Linked DNA regions of Gossypium hirsutum: region 1 is linked to region 2. A link is a contact called in public Hi-C data. All regions are on one chromosome and are shown on one strand. The core of a region is the stretch at or near the end of the contact, and the rest is flanking DNA. Distances in the headings are between cores, read along the strand shown.

The links. A called contact is a pair of places that touch in the nucleus more often than the background predicts.
Region 1: a Hi-C map of hypocotyl shows a contact between it and region 2, with 3 times the contacts expected there. The contact joins the promoter of LOC107913371 here to the promoter of LOC107898078 in region 2. A contact is called at or near these places in 4 of 34 Hi-C or Micro-C datasets (callus, hypocotyl and leaf).

Annotation. Positions count from the first base shown.
Region 1 is chrA11:35,303,157-35,308,830 of Gossypium_hirsutum_v2.1, reverse strand. LOC107913371 (RNA-binding protein L) reads left to right here and starts at 3,982. Exons shown (of 10, transcript XM_016841937.2): 1 at 3,982-4,470; 2 at 4,547-4,609; 3 at 4,795-4,879; 4 at 5,002-5,067; 5 at 5,285-5,357; 6 at 5,546-5,591. The coding sequence starts at 4,099. It overlaps LOC107913372 (SUMO-conjugating enzyme SCE1), which reads left to right. Exons shown (of 5, transcript XM_016841939.2): 3 at 858-1,010; 4 at 1,110-1,223; 5 at 1,402-1,646. The coding sequence ends at 1,464.
Region 2 is chrA11:34,867,932-34,873,258 of Gossypium_hirsutum_v2.1, reverse strand. LOC107898078 (floral homeotic protein APETALA 2) reads left to right here and starts at 1,768. Exons shown (of 10, transcript XM_016823632.2): 1 at 1,768-3,220; 2 at 3,336-3,361; 3 at 3,484-3,514; 4 at 3,613-3,700; 5 at 3,902-4,047; 6 at 4,131-4,175; 7 at 4,262-4,353; 8 at 4,441-4,604; 9 at 4,702-4,908; 10 at 5,023-5,327. The coding sequence starts at 2,691. The coding sequence ends at 5,223.

The sequences.
Region 1 (5,674 bases), core at 2,733-5,232, 430 kb before region 2:
GTTGGTTAGAATTAGGTTGCATTCATCATTGTTATTTTGTGTTAATGTAGATTCATTTGCGTTATTGACCATTATTGTATTTTCCTGAAATTCATCTGGTGGTGATAAAAATATGTATTTTTGTTGTCTCTTAACCTTGGAAAGTGGATCACCATTTAAAGCATGGGTATTTCTAGATATTACCAGGAGAAAGATTTTGGGATCTAGTAGCTCACTGCTTGCTTCTTAAGGCATCAACAATTTCAACAAGTAGCATGGCACTTCAAACAGCCTTTTCTAGAATTTTAAGTCATGAGGTTTTTGACTATTTGTATGTTGCAGACAGATTGAGCGCTAACAAGTTTGTGCTGCAAGTTTTAGATTTTCTTTGCAGCATTGGTGGTTGTTATTTAACTTGAAGAGTGACAGCTTTGTGGTATTGGTTTTGATCTTGTAATGATATTGCACCTCTGAAATTTTGGTTGTCGATTTCCTTATTTGCCTTATATATTAATTTCTTGAATGATGTCTGCAACTTTTATTCAATTCCTCTCAATATTATTTTTGCCCAATTCGTTCTATCTATCTGTCGTTACTATTCAGATCTGAGTTTTTGTTCTTTATATGGACAAGCTTGAAGGTGTGATGTCTGGATGCTTGTAATTTTATCTGGAGCATTTATTAAAGTCGTCAAAATGCTTCTTTTTCTTAAAAAAATCATGTTTAGAAAGTCAAATATTTGATTAAAAGGACTCATGAGAGTGTTGTGCGAATATATAGAGAGGAGTATTTAAAGAAAGTGTGCATGTTTGAATAGTTGTAGCTGTGTTTCTTTTAATGTTTGGATAGCTTAACTCCTTGCATCATCTATGTTACAGACTGATTGGGAGGGTGGCTACTTCCCGCTCACGCTCCATTTCAGTGAAGATTATCCCAGCAAGCCTCCAAAGTGTAAATTTCCCCAGGGCTTTTTCCACCCAAATGTTTATCCATCTGGTACTGTTTGCCTTTCAATCCTAAATGAGGATAGTGTACGTATCTCCTTCTCTTCAGTAATGGTTACGTGTTTGAATAGTTGTATTTCAGTCTATACAACCTGAATTTTCATGCCATTCTTATGTTGTACATAGGGTTGGAGACCAGCCATAACTGTGAAGCAGATTCTTATTGGAATCCAAGATCTTCTGGATGCTCCAAACCCTGCTGATCCTGCTCAAACTGAAGGGTATCACCTCTTCATCCAGGTATATTTTTTAAGTTGAGATTTTGCGAAGACTTCAAAACTTCCTGAAATTGGGGGCAACTGTATTTTTAGTTCATTAAATTTAAATTTGGGTGTTTTAAACATGATTGAATGAGGTTTTGGATTATTGTAATCAAAATCAATGAATGACATGCATAATCTTGTTTTGGTATATGCAGGATGCTAATGAATATAAGAGAAGGGTTCGCCAGCAAGCCAAGCAGTACCCACCTCTGGTCTAGTCTGTTGTTATTAAAAAATAGTAACTAAGACTTTCCATGAAATTGCTGGTAAAATGCCGGCTGGGTTGGCTGCTCGCCTCATGTATAATGCTAGACTTGGCTTTTGCTAAGAGAAAATATGCTTCCTTGGGTATTTGGTAATCTATATAAACTGTATGAACCAGCATTGGTATTTCAACTCTCATCGGATTCGGATTAATGGTTGTTTCTAATTTTATACTACTAGACTGATAGCTCCAAAGTGAGGCTTGCTTTTCTTTCAGACTCTGTTTGTTTCAGCAGAGCATCCACCAATGTCTCAAATAAATATGCCAATAGCTTTTAGTACTCGAAATTGCCAATTGTTTCAATGCCCAGGACGTGAAACGAGTTCTATCCCAAGTATATACAATTGCCTTTCTATTAGTGTTTAGCATTTGTACGATCCTGTCCTTTTATGGGGTTCACTTGTCTTTATAGCCTGCACGTTGGTCAGTTTAACTGTCAAGTATTATTGAAATATTTTAAAATTACTAGTAAGGGATGAACTTGGTATTTAGGTTCCTCTACTCTTTTACATGAATTTGGTAATCTTTAAATTTGGTAGTGTGTTTGCGACAAGATTGTATCGGTTGCTCAAACCAAAGGTAAAATCAATTAACTTGAAATTCGCTCAAAATTAATAAAAATTAAAAATTAGGATAAAAATTAGTAGATGAATAGTTTAAATCGATTTAATAATTTTTTTTATTTAATATCTTTTGTTGGTCTACTAATTGAACTCATCGAGTTGATTGAATTGCGAAATAATGATTTGATTAGTTTAACCATTGACTTGGTTATGTAATATTTTGAGATTGTATGTTATAATTTGAATTTTTTGTTTTAATTTTTAAATAATAATGTCGCACAATATTAGAGGGGCATGTTAGCAAATTTTTATATTTTTTTAAGTTTAGTGGTCAAAATAAATCTACTTGTTAAGTTCAAATATCAAAGTGGGTTTAGTTGTTATCAAGTTTAAAGACTAGAAATTATATTATTTCTCATAGTAATTATAATATATTTTATAATAAAATTTAAATTTAAATTTCTTTTATTTAATTTTAAAATTAAAACTAGGCCTAGCTAGGCTGGTTTGAAGTTTGAAAATCCTTACCCGAGTTTGAACCAAACCTATTAAATCAAAAAAGTTGCTCAACTCATGGATATGTTTATTTTTATTTAACTTCTTAAAATTAGTCTATCATCTACAATTTTTCTTTATAATATTATCTTTATAAATATTGTGGGATGTTAAATTCGAGTCTCACCTTGATAAATTATTTTTTATTAAATTATTTACAAAATGTAAATATTTTTTTTGTTAATATTCAAATGCTAAAAATTATAGATTAGATTCTATTTATTTAGCTACAAAAAATAGTATAAGGACTTATTTAAATAAGTGTAGTATGTTAACATTTAATAATTTTAGAATTATTTTTATTTAAGGTCAATTTGTTTACATGTAAATATTTTTCGTAAAATATTTTTATTTTTTTACAGGAAATTATTCTCCAAAAAAAGGATAAAATCAAAAAATTTTTTAAGGAAAATGTCTAACTAAATTTTTTTCCGTAAGACATTTTTCAAACTGATAAGGCTCTGTTCACTATCTTCATTGTCAAAGAAACAAAAAAGGAAGCTTTCAGAGCAACAAAAGAGAAGTTCTCCTCACTGTCAAAGAAAACAATCTCTTATATTCTAATTTTATATTTTTTACAATTTAATCCAAAAAATCCAAATTTTTACTAGTCTACAATTTAATTCCTCAAAAATAGATTTTCTTATTCTACAATTCAGTCCTAAACCTCGTTTTGTACAATTTTATAAAATTTTCCCTTTTCTAAAATTTCTAGGTTTTATAATTTAGTACTTACAACTAAAATTTTCAAAAAATAGCCATTGATTTTTGAACAATTAAGCTTTCATATTCTATTTTTCAAAATTGTAAAATCTCAAACAATGTAAATTAGTCCTAAAACTCAAGTTTAGAAATGTTTACAATTTAACCCCTATTGTTTCAAACATTACTATTTCATGCTTAACTTTCCAAATTTTCATATTCCATAATCATATAATTTAGTTACTATTCAATGTTTCAGATTTCACTACTCAAACCCTTAGAATTCGAAAATTTACAAATTTTACAATTTAATCCTTCAATTTTTATCAAATTAAATCATGTTTCAACTTACTCATCTAAATAATATTCAAAATAAATATTTACCACATTCATCTTAATTAAACATAAATTTATATTCCTTAATATACAAAATTAACAATTAAACTTAATTAAATAAATTAAAATTAATTAACACTAAAACATAAATAAAATTTATGAAATAAACTCAATTAAACATTAAGAAGATAATAAAAGTTCATGGTTTAAGTGGGATCCATGAACTAATAATAAAGATTGGAATATGGTTTTACTTGTAATTTTAAGGCATAGGAGTTCATATATTAAATATTTGAGACATCCAACATTGTCTTTCTGCTGCTTAGGTCTAAAAAAGAATTTAGTTAATTGGATTATTATTATTATTAGGACACAAACACAGGGAATAACATTAACAATGGCCGGTGCCATTTGACCAAAAGAAAAAAGCTATGGACGACATGGCTGCCTACTATCCTCCACCCTCAGCCCTTCTCCCTCCTCACTACCCTTACTACCAAACCCCTCCACCTGCTGTGACGCCGCCGCCTCCACCTCCTCCTCCTCCTGGTGCTGCTGCCCCTGCCCTCCATTACCACTCCTACATCCCCCACCAACAACCTCCGCTGCCCCCACCACCCCCTTTCGCCTCATATTCCCTTCCTCACCTCGCTGCTTATTCTTCTCATGACTCCGTTCGGACCCTCTTCATCGCCGGCCTTCCCGAAGACATTAAGCCCCGCGAGATTTACAATATTTTCCGCGAATTTCCCGGTTATGAATCATCTCATCTTCGGAGCCCCAATACCTGCCAAAATTCTCAGGTCCTCTGTTCTCAAATTAATTCTAAGAATCTCATTTTTTATAATCGTTGACATTGTATGGTTGGGGTTGTTGTAGCCGTTCGCTTTTGCTGTCTTCTCCGACCAACAGTCTGCGCTCGCCGCGATGCAGGCGCTTAATGTAAGAACTTCTATGCTTTTATCATATTTGGAATTTCTACTCCGAACTCGTAACTTTTATTATAAATGATTAATTATTATGGTAATTTTTTGAATAGTTGAATTTGTTTATAAGTACCAAATTGGCATTGGAAATTCTTTTAGAAATCGGTTGAGAGCCCCATCTTTTGGCACCTTGTTTTACAGGGAATGGTGTTTGATCTTGAGAAAGGATCAACTTTGTTCATTGATTTTGCGAAATCAAATTCCCGATCAAAGCACCCTAGAACAGGTTGATGCCTGTTCTGTTTCTTGTTTTTAATTTAATTTTCAGCAATATGATCATCTGTATGTTTGAAACAATTTGAACCTGAATAGTGAATAATGTATACTTGGTTTGGTTATGGCAAATAGATGAAGAATGGACTGGCTCTAATAAGAAATCGAGGGGATCATTTTCGAGGTCTACCAGTGATTCGTGTAAGATAATCTCCTAGAATTCTGCTTGGACTTTTTTGTGTTCCCACAATCTTTTAAGCTTTGTGTTCATTGCTGGTTGATGTGGTTAAGTTACTCAATCCATGTTGTCTATTGTTCATATGATGTTACACTTGAAGTATAAATTAGTTACTCACATGGAGGACACATTCGCCTAAAGCTCACATTGCACATGTTTTACACGCTTGGACACTAGCAGGTTTTGGAAGCGTTCACGTGTCTGGAATGGGTAATTCTGCTTACAGCATGATTCGTTATCCACCTGCACAAAGGTCATCTGCACTACTTGAGCACATTTTTATTCCTTGGAAGTGATTGCTTCTAGATGACTTAGCACATCATAGTTTACTTTAAATGAAAGGTCTAGGGCTCATGCCCTGCTCCCCAGTGTTGAAGTAAAGGATTTTCTTTTGAGATTTTTGCTTCTCTAATACTTTTTTTTTTTTTTGCAACCGTTCAGTTTGGGAAATGTTGATGCCAATGCTGAGTCCACAGCTATGAAATCGGTAAAATGCTTCTATCTTTTTGCTTGAACTTGTGAATAAAAATACATCAGTGAGTTGCCATGTATTTTTTTCCTTTTGTTTGG
Region 2 (5,327 bases), core at 519-3,018:
TTAGAATTGGTATATTTAGGTGTAAAGGTGAGTTGGAACTCATTAGATGATTTTTTCGTAATTGACATATTCAATGCTTGATTGAAATGGCTATGTGATCTTATTGATATGAAATGGTATGAAACTATTTTTTTTTGTAAAAAGGATGTATGAATCATTTAGGTTATGTTATATATTATTAAATTGGAACGAAATGATATTTTTGCCAAAAATAAGGGCCTTGTCACGACCACCAACTTTGAACATCACAACGTGGGTTAAAAGTGAGTGACGTCAAGATGTCGATATGCATAAAGTCGCGATGTGACTTACTGAGTTGGCGGTGTCACGACGTAGAGATTGTGAAGTCGCATCGTTGATCCGAGAAGTTTAAAATCTTACAATTTAGTCTTAATTCATGCTCGGGTTAACAAAAGAGCTTTTGTAAGCTCGTATGGGACCTAGAAATGATTGTGACGCATATTTAGAATGTGGATGACACTTGTTTGCTTATGTGATTTGTTGAATGTTGTAAAAAATTTAAAGTTGCTCTAGCAACGAATATAGCATCCTACAACTCAAACTCGATGATCAGGTCGGGTGAGGGGTATTACAATAATACTTGACTGAGGACATTTAAGCATGATCACATCATTCTTTTGATATTATCATTATACAGTTTATTTAACCACATAAATAAGTACCGAAAACAATAATAGGAATGCCTTTATTAATAAATTATGTAAAAGTATGTTATTACAATCATCACATGATTGATCTTTGGGCACACTCCAACACTAATGACTTATTAAAAGGTCATTCATCCTTTTTTTATTTGGTGCATTGAGTGAGGACAAATATGTTTTTTAGGAACCTTTCTTTGAGTACAAAATTGTATGTATATTGAGTTATTATTATGCAGCTTAGTTTTTTCTATGTAGGAATAACATGTTTAGTGAGAGAATTCACTTTAAATGTATGAAATTAAAGCTACAATAATTTTGGAATTGGTTGAGCTAGAGTTAATATTTTGCTTAAGACTTATTTAATGGATTCATCTTTGAATAAGGTATTACCAATCTACATAGACATTTTCAATTTTGAAATATTTTTGCTAAACTAACAATGATAAAATTATAGTGGCATTAATAAAAGTACTTAATCTTTCTGATGCTTTACACCAAAAGATATGATATTGCTAGGCCTTTTATCTTATTATATTGGTTTGAATCACTCTTATTAAATTAATTTAATTTATTCATTGAAAAATGTTAAAATGCATTTTTATAGAAAATTAATAATAAATCATTAAAAATATTAATTTTAACTATAAAAAATCAGAATGCGACAATTTTATTAAAATAAAAGGTAAGAAGTTCTCTCCAAAAAATGATTAAAAATGATATTTACCGATGTTTAATCAAATAAAAATATTGGTGAAATACCGACATACTAATAAATCTTGAGCAAAGGATGCGACCATGTTTGCATCAAAATTTCACTCCCTTCCATTAGTCATTAACCCTAGCGAAAGCATTTTTCACTTCCATTTGTAAGTAAAGGACAAGCGTTGGTAAAAATAGAAAAAGAAAAGTGAAGCGAAGGGGAAGAGGAAGTAAAAGAGACGCGCGAAAGGTAAGCGAATAAAGAAGGAGAAAACGGTAAAAAGAAAATAGGAGAGGCAATCCATTGGTGAGATAATGGAAGGAAAGAAGGAAAGATGGGCCTCTTGCCGTACTCTTGGATGGGACTTTTCTGGAAAGTTTTTCCTTTTCCTAACATTATTCTCATTTCCTTTTATGTTTCCAAACGCTCCTTCCTTTTCTTCTACTTCACCTTTTTTTTTTTTACTTTCCCTTTTTCTTTTTAACCATTCTTATATATATTTTTTAGGTAAAAAGTAAAAACTAGATTTGTCAAAGCATATGGAACTATTTGACTAATCCGGTTGCTATTCCTCTGTTCTGAATATAACAACATATTTAGGCTTTGCTTTTGTTTTATGCTAATTTCTAAATTTAAATAAAACCAACGAAATTTACCTTTTTTAGGTTTAAACCAAAGGATTTAAAAATTTACAACTTCTTCTTCTACTCTAATCACCAAATTTCATTGATTTTTTCAATATTAGTTTTTAAAAACAGAGCCTGAAAAGAAAGATTGAACTTATTTAGAAACAAAAACAAATTTCATTCATTCATTCATTTATCAGAGAAAGTAAAAGTACAAAAAAAGAAAAACAAAAGCTAAGAGAGAGAAGAAAAAAAAAGAAAAGAAAACTACTAATAAAGGAGATTGTGGATGCTTAGCTCAAACTGGCCTCGTCTATGCTGTATTGGGCAGTCAGGTTTATAGAAGGTGTTCTAACTTAAGCGAACCTCACCTCTCCCTTGCCTTCCTAGCTATACTACCTTTTAGCTAACTCACAACCCTCCTAGGTTTTCTTTTTCTTTTATTACTCATTTATTTGTTCTACCTTCATATATAAAGAGAAAGAGAGATAAAAGAGAGAGTTTTTAGCTCTTTCTCTCCTCTCTCTCTCTCTCTCTCTCTCTCTCTCTCTGAAATCTCTGGTTTTTTTCTTGTTCTTTTTGATTACTTCTAAGAGAAGATGGTGATCGTGAAATTTTAAGTTGTTCTCTTTTGAAGGATACATATCAAGTTTCGTCAAGATTATAAGTAGGGGAAGTTGTGAAAAGAGAGGTGGGAAAATGTGGGATCTTAATGACTCTCCTTATCAGCAACCTAGAGACGATGAATCCGAGGGGTGTTCATCACAGAAAACGTCTGTAGATGGAGATGAAGATAAGGGTAAACGGGTCGGGTCCGTTTCGAATTCGAGCTCGTCAGCTGTGGTGGTGGAGGATGGATCGGAAGAAGAAGAGGGAGAGAGGGTTAAAGCAGCTTTAAAGAAGCGAAGCAACAAGATGATTTTTGGGTTCCCGGTGCCTGGTGAAGAAGTTTTCACGGAGAACAGTGTCCCGGCTCCAGTGACCCGTCAGTTTTTCCCGCTGGATCAAGACCCGGAAATGGGGGCCAACTGTCTCGGAAGTGGACCAGGGTTCCCTCGGGCTCACTGGGTTGGTGTCAAATTCTGTCAATCGGAGCCTCTCCCCCATGCTAAATCTGTTGAAGTTTCTCAGCCCATGAAGAAAAGCAGGAGAGGACCCAGGTCAAGAAGCTCTCAATATAGAGGAGTTACCTTTTATAGAAGAACTGGCAGATGGGAGTCTCATATCTGGTTTGTTAATTTCTGTTTTTTTTTCTAACAAAGCTTTGAATTTTCTTGTTTTTTTTCCCTCGAGCCAATCAGAATTTAAACATTTTTTTCTTTGGGTTTGTCATTTAACGTACAGGGATTGTGGAAAGCAAGTTTACTTAGGTATGGCTATTTTTTCTTTAAAAAAAAACATTTTGAGACAGATTTTGTTTTTGCAATTTAATGTTTTGTGAGTTAGATAAGATGGGTCTTTTTCTTAGCATCGGCTTTGATTATATATATAGGTGGATTCGACACAGCACATGCAGCTGCTCGGTAAGTCCTCAAGTTTTAACCTTTTTTTCTGTTTTTTAAAGGCAAAAAGAAAAACAAATAGAAGTTTTAAGAAAGTTTTCCTTCATTGCTTGTGGCAGTGCATACGATAGGGCAGCAATCAAGTTCCGGGGAGTTGAAGCCGACATAAATTTTAGTATTGAAGATTATGAAGATGACTTGAAGCAGGTGAGACTCTGAGAGAGAGAGAGAGAGAGAGAGAGAGATGAAAACATTGCATAGTTCATCTTATCTTTGAGTGGTTCTATCTTTATCTTGTAAAGTTTCTTTCTTTTTCTTTTTTTATTTCTGGCTTTATATTTTGTTGGTCTGGAGACACGTAAATCACATCGTTCACAAAAGGGAAGATTCTTTTTGTTGTTTTAACAGATGTGTAACCTAACCAAGGAAGAATTTGTGCACGTACTTCGCCGACAAAGCGCGGGATTTCCTCGAGGAAGCTCCAAATATAGAGGAGTCACCTTACACAAATGTGGCCGATGGGAAGCTAGAATGGGCCAATTATTAGGCAAAAAGTAACATTTATTGTTTCTCTCCCTTCTTCATTTCAATTTCTCAGCTCCCAATTGTCTTCACTGCCCATTCTTTGTTTTTACAGGTACGTTTATTTAGGCTTGTTTGACACAGAGATTGAAGCTGCGAGGTTCGTGTTTTCCATGTACTTTGATTTTGATTAATATCTGGTGAGATTGGTAGGTTATTGATTTCTCTGGTACCTTTGTTTTGTAGGGCTTATGACAGAGCAGCAATTAAGTGCAATGGTAAAGATGCTGTCACTAACTTTGATCCCAGCATATACGACAATGAGCTTACCTGTGGAGGTAAGTAAATTTGCTCGTTTAGGATATATAAAAAATATCATTCACCGCCCCTTCAAAAGATTCATCCCAAGTTATTGTGTTGTTTAGAAACTTCGGGTAACGCTGGAGATCACAACCTTGATTTGAGCTTAGGGAATTCAACCTCGAAGCAAACGAATCTAGAGTTAGATGGTGATAGGCAAATTGCTATGGGCGATCAGCATGGTCTGCCACCTGAAGCTGATTGGCAATATAGGGGATTTAGGTCTAAGGTTGGTATTGTTTAAATCCTGATTAAAAATGGGAGATCTGTACTTGTGCTTTGCTTTAGCCGTGATTGATTTTGCTCATTGTTGATTGTGTTACCAGGTAAATCTGCAGCAGGAGCCTTGTAGAAGCGATGGTGCTACTCATGGAAGATCGGATGGATATAGTGAGGCAGAAACAATGCAGCTGTTGAGCCAAACTCTTATCCAATCTCCAGCATCGATTAAGTCTAATGAAATGCAAAGATATGGACAGTTCAGGAGACCTGGAAATAACAATGTGTTTCACATTCCTCCATCATCTTATCAGGTTTGAAGTTTATGATTCAGTTCATATAATTTGTAATTGCTTGATTTGGGATGTATTTATACCACGAAAGCCTCCAGCTACTAACTAAATTGTTATATTTTTGTGACTTAATAGATTCATTTTCCAAGCAGCAGCAATGGAGGCCGAATAGGAAGCGATCTTTTACTATCCATTAGTGAACAACAATGGCAATCAGGTCCTCACCAAATGTTTGGAAATTCTGCAGCATCATCAGGATTCCCATCGCAGATTAGACCTTCTTCTCAAACTTGGCTGCAGAAAAATGGGTTCCACTCACTCATGAGACCCTCCTAACTCAAAAAGTAGCCATAAAAATGTCTCCGCTAATTAAAATATATATTTCTGTTTTCTCCTTGTTGGCTTTGTAAGTATGTCATTTTTAAAATCCCCCCTTCTTT